Regions from separate parts of the Sus scrofa genome. Here region 1 is linked to region 2. Evidence: chromatin contacts called from public Hi-C data. All regions are on one chromosome and are shown on one strand. Each heading gives the region's core, a stretch centred on a gene start, on an enhancer-like site or on the middle of the called end of the contact. The rest is flanking DNA. Distances are from core to core; before and after follow the strand shown.

What was found. A called contact is a pair of places that touch in the nucleus more often than the background predicts.
Region 1: a Hi-C map of liver shows a contact between it and region 2, with 2.6 times the contacts expected there. The contact joins two enhancer-like sites. A contact is called at or near these places in 4 of 47 Hi-C or Micro-C datasets (embryonic fibroblasts, liver, skeletal muscle and 1 more) and 1 of 2 datasets of contacts at active chromatin or transcription factors (skeletal muscle).

What each region holds. Positions count from the first base shown.
Region 1 is chr10:56,961,938-56,964,637 of Sscrofa11.1, forward strand. No RefSeq gene overlaps it. Among named protein-coding and RNA genes, the nearest start is that of NRP1, 530 kb to the left of the region's middle. Within about 2 kb of position 1,409, at least 10 of the 83 cell types and tissues checked have an H3K27ac peak or open chromatin away from gene starts, as enhancers often do. A contact at or near this core is called in liver, where this site is marked.
Region 2 is chr10:56,410,256-56,412,955 of Sscrofa11.1, forward strand. All of the region lies in intron 3 of NRP1 (neuropilin-1), which reads right to left. Among named protein-coding and RNA genes, the nearest start is that of NRP1, 19 kb to the right of the region's middle. Within about 2 kb of position 1,411, at least 18 of the 83 cell types and tissues checked have an H3K27ac peak or open chromatin away from gene starts, as enhancers often do. A contact at or near this core is called in liver, where this site is marked.

The DNA.
Region 1 (2,700 bases), core at 159-2,658, 550 kb after region 2:
TTTTAAGTGTATGCAAATAGTATTATGATTAATAAAATTTTGAAAGTACTGCTAATTTCCTAACTCCCACTCAATGACTTACCACCATGCAAAGAATTTTAAATTGTTAGAAACAAAAACTTTTCCTTTCGATAAAACCCTTATGACCCCCCAGGTTCAGCACAACGGGTTTCACGTTCTGATTGAGCTATTTACCGACTGGCAAGTCACAAACTCGGGGAGGTCCAGTTTCCTCATGCATAACACTGGACTTTCATTTCTCAAACATGCTTCACAGGGTTTAGGGCTGGAAAAAGAAGAGAGTGTTGTGCGAATTGTAAAGCAACACATACACAAGGCCACCAAGTAACATGGGCGCCAAGAGCCAGCGGGGCACTCTGATGGCCGGTTCAGATTTTGTGGACAGGCTTTGGTGGCTTGGACCCGAGGGCCAGCTCCTTGGGCTCAGTTGGAAGGCAAGCCCACGCCAGTAACATAAAGGAAGGCTTGGCGAGAAAGATCCCACACAATATCACTTATTTGTGGACTCTAAAATACGGCACAGATGAACCTGTCTACAGAACAGACACAGACGCAGGGACACAGAGGGCAGTCTCATGGTTGTCAAGGGGGAGGGGGAGGGAGTGGGATGGACCGGGAGTTTGGGGTTAGGAGATGCATTTAGAAAGAATAAGCAATGAGGTCCTGCTGTACAGCACAGGGAACTATATCCAAGCACTGGTGATAGAACATGATAGAAGATAATGTGAGAAAAATAATGTGTGTACATATATATATATGGTCACTATGCTGTGTAGCAGAAATGGACAGAACATTGAAAATCAACTATAATAGGAAAAATTTTTAATTAGAAAAAGAAATAAAAAAAGGTGGCTTAGAGACAGTTGCACGTCAGCATGTGCAGGATAAATTCATGACCCCACAAGCCAAGATCAAAGCTTTGCATTGTTCCAAAATCCCCAGCCTTTCAGGGGAGCCATTCTCCAACCCCTTTCTGGGTTGTCAGGCTAACATGTTCCCCCCATTTCATCTCAGCATAAACAACTGTGCTAAGTGTGTTGCCGCTGACGAGAGCCGAGTAGAAGCAAGTCAGATACGAACTGAACCCAGAAACTGGGTCATTAGCCAGGTCGCCTTGGTTTAGAAATCCGGGCTGTTTCCTTCTTGTCACTTGCCAGCAATTTATGGCACTCCCGTCCTTGTAGTTTGCAGTCGGCTGGGCCCTGAGCCACGTGAGACTGTTTTTAATGGCAAAATCTTCAAAGTTGTGCTTAAAATATTTGCATCATAAAATCCCTCCTGGAAGCCAAACTTGGGTTTCAGGAGGCGCCTCCGAGCAAGCAGGGACTCGCCTTCGGAGCCTGGAGAAGGGCTCCTGCTCCAGCACCACCTCCCTGCCGCTGACCTGCCCAAGTCAATGACACCCCAGGAGGAGAGTCAGATCACTGGGGGACAGCGCAGAGCTGGGAGCAAACTCCGAACAGCTTTTCGGAGCCAACGACAGTGAGAGATGACTCAGCAGTTAGTTGAGCAATTCAAAAAAGTGTGTTTTTCACACATTTAATTGATCCTGTGAGGATGAGCAATTGTTCAACCTCACTCTGGGAAGCCGAAGTTCTTGTTTCTTGCACTTTTCTCCTGGGCCCGGCATGATATGGACACATCTGGGGAGTGACAGGCTACCCTACAGGTAACTCGCTTTAAAAACATTAAAAAGGAGGGAGTTCCCACTGTGGCACAGCAGGCAAAGGAGCCAGCATTGTCTCTGCAGCAACACAGGTTCCATCCCCGGCCTGGCACAGTGGGTTAAGGATCTGCATTGCCACAGCATAGGTCTCAGCAGTGCTGCTTGGATTGGATCCCTGGCCTAGGAACTTCCATATGCCGTGGGTGCTACCAAAAGAAAAAAAAAAAAAAAAAAATTTGAAAAGGAGGAAAAAAACCCTGATCATTGAAATTTAACCTGAAAAGGGAGGAAACCAAAAAACAACAATAACAAAAAAAGGAGTTCCCATCACGGTGCAGTGGGAATGAATCTGACTAGGAACCATGAGGTTGCAAGTTCGATCCCTGGCCTTGTTCAATGGGTTAAGGATCCGGTGTTGCCATGAGCTGTGGTGTAAGGTGCCGTCGAGGCTCGGATCTGGCGTTGCTATGGCTGTGGCGCAGGCCAGCAGAAAGGAAGGAAAAAAAAAAAAAAACCTCACAAGGAAAAAGTCATTATCCTTTTTAGCAAAGATGTTTACTCTTCCCTGACCCATAATGGTTTATGAAAACAAAACTATTATAGGGCTGAACTTAAGAAAACGAAATTTCTGGATAAAGGACACCCATCAATTTATACTTTGCTGCATGGAATACAAAAGCTGAGCGAAAAGAGAAAGGAGGCAGAGGAAGAGGCAGGCTGCCTGGGAAGAGAATGAATCTGGGAGGGAAGGAGCCATCTAATGGGAAAATAAGCCCCTCCTCCTGTGTGGGGTGCAATGCTAATCCCACCTTTCCCCCACGAAATCCGAAGTAAAATGTCAGTTTCTTGTTAAAAAAAGAAAGAAGAAGCTTATGCTCAGAATCACAACGCTCATCCTCCACGCATTTTTTTTTAAAGTCAATTTAATTCAACCAGCTTTGCGATCTAATCATTACTCAGAGCTGAAGGTGGTTTTCCATTAATGTATCTCCGTCACTCTCACTTTCTGACCT
Region 2 (2,700 bases), core at 161-2,660:
CCCCTGCTCATGGCTCCTCCCCCAAGGAAACACAAGCGCTTATCACCTGAGTCATTCTGTTCTTTGGCTGCAGAAAAACTCGAGATTTGACAGGGAGGGGGTGCCCTGGGTTTCCACCCTAGAGATATAACAGAAACATCCAGAAATCCCCCAGAGAACTTGGGCAAGGTGGTGGCATCAAGAAGCTGGAAGAAATGTGGACACGAGCTACGGTGGCTGGGGTGCTTGCTGTGATGGGGGTGGCTGGGCACCCGTGACCGCTTTGTCCCTTCCTCTTGGGTTGACGCTTGCCCATGGTGACACGTAGTGTTGAGAAACCCTTAGGAAAGAGTGTCATGGTGAGAGAGGTGTGAGCCAGGGGAACAGCTGAGACCCTCCCGGTCCACTTCGGGAAACACCCTGGGCTGCCTCAGCCGGACCCCCTTCCAGGACAGCCTCTTTCTGGGGTTGCTCCAAGACACAGGACTGGGTTTTCACATGGTGACCTGGACAAACATGTCTACACCCCTGTGCATGGGAAGCATCCCGTGTTGCCCTCTCTAAGAGAGAAGTTCATGGTCAACATCTTCCCCAGCAAGCCTGCTGTGACCTTAACATGTGCAGTTACTGGGGCTGCCAGCTGGAATGGAAGGAGGCTCTAAATTATTTGTGTGAAATTTATGTAAAGGTAGTTTGGATACGAGCCCAGATATGAATCTTCAATAGACAACGTTTACAGAGTTGTGACACAAAGTCCCAAGAGTTGTGGGGAATGTCAGAACAACTCAGCAATCCGGACATAGGCCTACAATATTAATATGTTTTATGCCTCTGACTCCAAAACAGATTATGGAAGGGACGGGGAAGCAGAAAGAAGAGCTTTCCGGCAACTGCACCTCTGCATTTTTTAAATTTTTTTTTTTTTTTTTTTTGAGATTTGGCTAAAGCTACTCTCATGGAGAAATTCTAGGCTTCTCAAAAGAGTTTTTAGGAGCAAAAATATAAGTTTGACTCTGCTACCCAAGAAGAGGAAGGGTTTACCACCTGGATGAGAAGCCTAAGTGTGCATGTTCAGAGTCCAATTAAGTTAGATCTTTGCCCGGGTTTGGTTCTTCTGGGCTAGATAAACACCTGCGCTGGATGTCAGTTGGCCAGTTCAGTTCAGCAAATATTAAATGAGCAGCTGTTACAGGGAACGCACTGGGTGAGGCCAGTCAAGATCACCTAGAAAGAAGTTGGACGTTTAAGTCCAATGCTTAGGCCACATTGGAATGGGCTGAAATTTGGGTATCGTCTGAGTAGAGTGGCTCCAAAAGGCAATTCAGGGAGAAGATATCTGGGGCAAAGGCAAGACCTTGGCAAAGGCCTGTATTTGAATGTTGGAGGAAAAGAGAAACCGGTCAAAAAGGGAAGTGGTCAGAGATGTGGAGATAAAACCAAGATGGTGCAGCGGCATGAACTGCAGGAGAGAAGAAAGCTTTCGGGTTGCGATGGTGTGGTGCCAAGGCTGAAGAAATTCGGGGCAAGCGAAGGCCAGGGGTGTGGGGCGTGCGAAGAGGAAGTGCCATCTAACATTTGAGCAAACGAGTCAGTCTAGCGGAGGGGACAGAAACTAGGCTGAGAAGGGTCAAGGAAATAAGTCCTGGGCTGCAGGTGCCACATACGAAGCCCTTGGCAGTTACAGGAAAGGGAGAGAGAGGTGAACGATTCGTGTGGAGGGTAACAGGTCCAAGGACATTTTTTTTTGCACTCATGACTGCCCAGTCCGAAAGAATCTGTTTGACCCAGAACACCCACATGGTCGCACAAGAAGGAACGCTGAGCTCCCGGCCACACACACAGCAGTGGTCATATCAAAAGAGAACAGTGCTGGGGGGACTTGAGAGGCTGCAGATATAATTTTATCACATCAGGCCATTCTGGAGGGTGAGGAGGGGAGAAGGGGCTAAAATAATAACTTCTTCTCAGCTATCATGCTAAAGGCCTTCCTGGGAGGTGGTTTTTTGTTTTTGTCTTTTAACGGAGGCTACTGAAAACCACCCCCATCGCTTTTGGCAAACTGGTCCCAACCAGACGTGGGGGAGGGAGATGGCAGAGGGAAGGGGCCGAGGGTGCCAGAAACGGAGGGAAGAGGGAAGGCGAGGAGGGCCCGTCAGTTTAAAAACATTTATTTTGCCAGCTGCTTTTCCCTGCACTTTTTTTATTTTTGTCTTTTGAGGGCCACACCCGAGGGATACGGATGTTCCCAGGGTTGAATCGGAGCTGTAGCCACCAGCCTATGCCACAGCCACAGCAATGCCAGATTCAAGCCGCACCTGCAACCTACATCACATCTCATGGCAACGCCGGATCCCTAACCCACTGAGCGAGGCCAGGGATCAAACCTGCGTCCTCATGGATACTAATCAGATTCTTTTCTGCTGAGCCACGATGGGAACTCCTACAATTTTTAAAAATTAAAGTATAGTTGATTTACATTGTTGTGCCAATTCATGCTGTATAGCAAAGTGACTCTGTCATACACACACACACACACACACACACACACTCTTTTTATATATTATTTTCCATCGTGGTCTATCCCAGGACATTGGATATAGTTCCCTGTGCTATAGAGTAGGACCTTGTTGTTATCCATTCTAAATGTGACAGTTTGCACCTACTAACTCTGGACTCCCTCCGTCCATCCTACGCCCTCTGCCTCCCCCTTGGCAACCACAA